Linked DNA regions of Ovis aries: region 2 is linked to region 1. A link is a contact called in public Hi-C data. All regions are on one chromosome and are shown on one strand. The core of a region is the stretch at or near the end of the contact, and the rest is flanking DNA. Distances in the headings are between cores, read along the strand shown. Region 1 has its middle 46 kb from the start of RMDN2. Region 2 has its middle 65 kb from the start of QPCT.

Region 1 (3,074 bases), core at 349-2,848:
TTCCCTTACCCTCCTGCTCTCCACCCGGGTGCCCTTTCCCAATAAAATCTCTTGCTTTGCCAGCACATGTGTCTCCTCAGACAATTCATTTCTGAGTGTTAGACAAGAGCCCAGTTTCGGGCCCTGGAAGGGGTCCCCCTTCCTGCAACAGTGTTACCTATCTTTAGGTAAAAGCATGAGAAACCCTAGCTAGTTTAAGTGGAAAGGCGATCTATTAACAGACTTTGAGACTTTGCCTTTTACCATCTGTGTCCTCAGAGCCCAGAACAGTGTGTCCCCTTCCCCATAACTATGTGTTGAATGAATATCGGACACTGTATCGAAAGTCTTGCCAAATGTAAAGCTTAAACAGTCTACTTGTGTTACCATTCTTCCTTTTGGTGGTTGATGTTCCTGACTCCTCTTCCAGCCTTTCCTCCCCACAGACCCCGACCCCTCCCCCCGACCCCCAAAGCAAAAGCAAGCCAGTCTAGACTGATGAGGCTAGAAAGCAGACAGAGCGGGGCCAGGGGCTCTGTACCAGGGACAGTCAGTAGCAACAAAATAGAACCCTAGGGAATTTGAAGGAGGGAGGGTGGCGCGAATCAGGGGTGAGGGCCAGAGCACAAGCAAGTGAGATGTGGGTGATGAGAAAGCCGTGTCTGTAAGCAACTTCCTCGAACAGGTCAGAGCCCCAGGAATTAGGGCTTCCTTGGCTACCCTGTGCTTTCAGACTCAGCAGGCCAAGGGAGGAGGTGAGACTCCTGCACTGCCCCAGGGGAGCTGTCTGCTTACCCTTCCGTGGGCTGTACTTCAATGTCCTGTAACTGCATTCTTCCTTGAAACCTTTCAACATTTTGCCTGCAATTGGGGGTGGGAATGGCTGGTGGTTTGTCCTGCGGCAGCTCCGGGGGAGTTAGGAGAAGAGCGGGCGTGTTGTAAGAGCACAGGGTCACTTGTCTTGGCTGCAGCCTTACAGTCCTGGAGCAGGAGTTGGAGTTAATGCTCTCATGGGATGTAAGCCTCCCAGCCAACTGGTTGCCTCTGTTTCTACCCTTTGCTCAGCCTCCTTCCTTCCTGCCTCCCCTCCCCATCCTGGAGTCTAGACATCGTGGTACCTCCCACCGCAGCTAGCCCTAAGTCGCCTGGACTCCTGGACTCCTGCAGGGTGGGGCACAGGCATCGTTGGGGTGCCCTTTAGGGAGGCTGTAAGAAAGAAGACACAGGGAACTCTGCTCACTTGGTGGGGTGGGGGAGGGTCATCTGCAAAATGTTTCTCTTCTAATAAAAAAGAGAAACAGTGAGAAGGAGTGTCTGGGCTGGATTGCCTGTAGGAGAGGGCTGGGTGGAGGAAGCAGAGACTAACAGAGCAGAGAACAGAGGAAGAGAGACAAAGGACCGTTGGAGGGGAGGGTGTGACTGACTATAAGGTGGGGAATGCTTAACATATTCTATTTATAGATTCTAGAGACTTCTAAGAAGAGATGCCGGGAGCTGGTTTGGCTGTGTTAAAAGATGACTAATTACAGTCATTGATGGGAATAGCTGCTTAGCATTCTAGCTAATCACTGTGCAGGCTGTAAGGATTATCTGCACCCTGAATATCTGTCAGAGCATCTTTTGTGGTAAATTTTAGTCTACCGTGACACCTGCTTGTGAAGATTCCCTCTGTTCTTAGGCAGCATTGCTGCTTGCTCAGGACTAAAACAAAACAACCTGGAAGGAATGCTTTCTAAGAACAAAGAAGGAAAATGACTATAAATATATTACATTATTGTTTTTTTTTGTTATTTGGGGTGCAGGTTGGCTGCTAGGAGATGGTCAAAAAAAGAATTAAGATTTTTTTTTTTTTTGCAGTTTCTTCTACTCCCATTCTCCATCCTCACTAGCATCACACATACGCACACACATATGCACACACACACACCCCAGTCTGAACATGGGACCTATGAAAGTTTCAGAAACGCTATCCATTGTGGTGCTTTGCAGATGAACAGAAGTTGTTTCTCCCATTTTCCAAGAAAGAGTACAAAACCCTACGTGCCTGTGACTCCTGATGCCCGGGTCACTCAGGAAATCTGCGTCATATCAAGCAATATGGAGTTGGATCAAAAGAAAAGAAGATCAGGTTAAATCCACGCAGAAATATCTGACGTTCCGCTTAGAAAGGCACGTAGTTCCCCGCGTGAGATTCAGTTTTGTAAAATAACTTTCCAAAGCGCATTTTGTGTGTGTGCATGTAAGTAAACCCGTCAGCCTTGGAACAGTTTGGAAAGAAGCAGGTCGACCTGGCCCCTACTGTCAACCTCCACCATGTCTGTGCAGAGGCGATAACTGGGGCCGCCTCTCCACCAAGGCTGGAATGCAGACAGGGAATTGCATACACAGAAAAAAGGAAAACAGATTGAAATTGCTTAGTTCCTATATAAATTCATCAACTTCTATCCAGTCAATGCTTGGCTTCGGCACTGGGGGATCAACCTTTCCAGGCCTGTTGTTCAGATGAAGACATTACCGAACACAAAAGGCACGTCAAGTCCTGTAGCACGGCAGCACGCCCGAGATAAAAACCAGACTCTGGAGTCAGAGTGGAAACATGCTACACAGTTTAAAAATGTTACTTACTTACTGTAAAAAGAAAAGTAAGGGATCAGAATCAGAAAATTAAATTTAAGAGCAAAACAAAAAAATCAAGCATTTTCCCTTAAAAAAAATACTACTTCCATGTAAAATTGTGATTTGGCCCTTAGTCCCCTCGACAACTGGGTTATTGAGTAAGAACAAGATGATGAAAACTTAGAAGCCATTCAGTGTGATTCTCAGCTGCTATTTGAATTCCCTCTTTGTGCCCCAGTATCTTGTCATCCTGCTTCAGCCTTAAAACTCTAAGTGACAGCGACCCCATTGCCTGTCGAGGCACCCGTCCGTCTCAGAGCATCCTGAAGGGACACAGAGCACTCTGCTACGGCCTCACTGTGTCGTCCTCCCATCGCTTTTGGAGACACACAAATCCAGTCTCTCTTGCAAGTGCAAGCTCTTCCTTTACCATCAGGAATCCTCAGTCATGTGCTTTGGGGATTGGCTTTTATGTCTCT
Region 2 (3,119 bases), core at 214-2,713, 460 kb after region 1:
TGTGGAAATTCTAACTAACGTTGCATTTTCTCTCCTGCCAAGTGTACCTTCTACTTTCTCTCTCCAAAGCATTGAGAAACTTCTCTGCTTTCCACTCAGTTAGACTTAACATGTCAACTCTAGACAAGGGCTCTCTGCTTTCCCACAGTCTTCTTCTCTTTCCTTCTTCTTTCTTCTTCTTCTTCTCCCTTTTCTCCTCTCTGTCTGTCTGGCTGTCTCTTTAACTAGTAGACTCTATTGAGGAAGATGTTTTAGGTTTACGGAAATTTGGGGAAAAGTATAGACTTCTCACACACCTGCCTTCCCAGTTTTCCCAATTATTAACTTTGTGCATGTGTTTGTTACTACAGGTAAGCCCATATTTATACACAGTTTACAACAGACTTCACTCCTGGCGGTGTACATTCTTCCCTCACCTCTTTTTTACCTCTTCTTTCCATGGATCTCCCTCATTCCTGACCTAGTCCCTCTTGTATTTGAAGGCCCTGTCTTGCTTCCTCATTTGCCAAAAAGTGCACCAAGCCACCAATGCCTTTGCCTGATCCCCTCTGCCTCACAGCGCAGTCAGTGTTTTCAAGGCAATGTCTTGCCACGTTTTAAAATTGAGGGGATTTTCAAATCACAGAGGGGATTTGCTGTTTCCTCACAGGTTAAAATGCCTTTCGGATGTATACTTAACTACACTCTCACCCCATCCTGCATTGCACAGAACTTACAAGCCCTGGTGGAGAATTTGAGTCCAATTTTATCATTAAATAAGCTCTGGAATGCCCCAGGCAGGATCGTTAACTTGTCTCCGTTACAGACTAAATGTCCAAATAGCCACCTCCCTTCTGTGGGCTCCCACAGGGCTCTGGGTGTGCTCATAGTCCACCCCCTGGCATAAGGAGACAATTGGGCCATTATATTTATTTGCATCAAGAACAAGCAACCAGCTCAGTTCAGCTCTGTACACAGGGATGCAAAAAAAAAAAAAAAAAGGGCACCAAATATAGACCACTAGGACAATTTATTTGTCTTATGAGTGTTTAAGACACATAACTAAGCCCTAGCAGGTTATAAATGGTCAGCTTTGTACAACTACCACACAAGTCTGAAGAGTATTCTACGTGGATTCAGCTTAGAAACCTACAGTGGGTTAAACCACGTAGGTGGCTGTGACAAGAGTCGACACTTTGAATCCATGAAAATCCAGGAAATTAAAGACCCACCCCCACACCCTTCTCCACTTTATGTTTTTAAAGATTTATATCATTGTCTTACTCAAAAAGTCAGCTTGAAATTTCCACTTTTTCCCCAAAATAAAATGTTGGAATTAACAAGTCTTAAAATTTCCAAAAGTTCTCCTTGTCCAAATCTCTAATTTTCAGAAAACAAAACTGGCAGCCAGGATGGTTTATACACCAGTTGAGCCAGCTCTATTCTAATTCTAGCTTTACTACCTCCCACAGTCCAATAGTTTTTTAAGTTACAAAGGTCACTGAAGCTGTTGACTGTAACTGAAATACATGCCTGTGTGCCTCCAAGTCTATTAGAAAAGAAGAAGAAGAAGAAAGGAAGGAAGGAGGGATTTAAAGCCTGGTTTTCTCATTCATAATCTACAGATAGAAATACTGGGGACTCCTTCTCATTGCCCCAGAATCCACTCCTCTCTATCAGAGAGCAGCCCTCCCAGAGAGTTAAGGATTTCAACTAGCTAGCCTGGCCCCTCATCCCCTCCAGAGAAGATAAATATGCCACCTCTCCCTGTAGTTCAGTGCCGTATATTACAGAAGAGACCCCTGGGACAGGGTCTTAACCCATCACAGGAGGAGGCTCTGCCAAGTTTCGAAGTCTTGGATTACTGTGAGGGTAAAGTCTTGGATCACTGTGGGGGTGAAGTCTCCATGCAAAGGCAGCTGATTATGATGGCAAGGATGTGGTGGGGGTGAGTAAGTGTGAAGGTTGCCTGAGTGGCAGCTGTGAGCCTCTCTCATGAAGACAAGCAGCAAGGGGATAGACGATTAGGCAGAGTAAAACAAACCCCTATAAACACAGGAATAAGATAATAAGATCATCAAACTTTGCATTCTACCAAGGACAAAATAAAGCAAGAGTGGCAGAAAGGAACCCAAAGCACCTGCCCCTTCCAGGAAGGAATTGCTGCCACCCACTGTTGACCAGGCAGTTCCAAAGCCAGGATGAGTCAGACAAGGTTACACATTTTTGTTCAAGCTGCCCCATCTGCCCCAGCTTGCTCTACCCAGCACCAAAATGTAGACAATCTCCAGTTAGTTCATGACCCAAGCCAGGGTCAGGGCGGCTGTAGCCCACAAGGATGTGGTGATAGAAGGGTCTGCCACCTAGCATCCTTCTGGCTTTTCCGCTGTGTTAAGATCCCCTCAATGTGTCCCCACCAAGAAGTCCCACCTCTTCCTCTTTCTTCCCTCATGTCCCTTTGCAGATGAGCCTACACCACAAAGAACAGGAAACCTCTGGATCAAGAGAATGAACACCAAGTCTAGACATCTCAGTGAGCCATCTGGACATCTCCGTAAGCCAGGACAAGTCCTGTAACTGGTTTGACCTCTATCAGATGTGTTCTCATTTATCAAGTTGGGAAAATAGCCAGGAAGCTGATGCTGGGAAAGATTGAGGGCAGGAGGAGAAGGGGACGACAGAGGATGAGATGGTTGGATGGCATCACTGATTCAGTGGACATGGGTTTGGGTGGACTTCGGGAGTTGGTGATGGACAGGGAGGCCTGGCATGCTGTGGTTCATGGGGTCACAAACAGTCGGACACGACTGAGCAACTGAACTGAACTGAACTGATAGTTTATAGTTCAACCCCTTTAGAGTTAAGGGGTCAGAGCTCTGGTGTCAGAGATTTGAGTTTACATTGCAGTTCAGCTGCTTACTTGGTGGGTAACTTGGGTTAAGTTCCTTGACCTCCAGGCTTCTGTTTTCTCATCTGCAAAATGGGGATAATAATACTGTTGTATCAGTGAACTGAAACAATGTACATGGGAACAAAAGGTAACAAGTATATAAATTTGTTGGCAGGAAGCAAAGTAAAAACACAATGAATGTTAGCCATTTGCATTGCCATCATCATCATCTTCTGGTCAAATAGTAAAG

What was found. Hi-C and Micro-C count contacts between places; a contact is called where the count stands out from the background.
Region 2: a contact with region 1 is called in a Hi-C map of blood, with 3 times the contacts expected there. The contact joins two enhancer-like sites. A contact is called at or near these places in 7 of 16 Hi-C or Micro-C datasets (blood, hypothalamus, mixed tissues and 2 more).

What each region holds. Positions count from the first base shown.
Region 1 is chr3:86,196,148-86,199,221 of ARS-UI_Ramb_v3.0, forward strand. No RefSeq gene overlaps it. Among named protein-coding and RNA genes, the nearest start is that of RMDN2, 46 kb to the left of the region's middle. Within about 2 kb of position 1,599, at least 4 of the 54 cell types and tissues checked have an H3K27ac peak or open chromatin away from gene starts, as enhancers often do.
Region 2 is chr3:86,651,493-86,654,611 of ARS-UI_Ramb_v3.0, forward strand. No RefSeq gene overlaps it. Among named protein-coding and RNA genes, the nearest start is that of QPCT, 65 kb to the right of the region's middle. Within about 2 kb of position 1,464, at least 11 of the 54 cell types and tissues checked have an H3K27ac peak or open chromatin away from gene starts, as enhancers often do.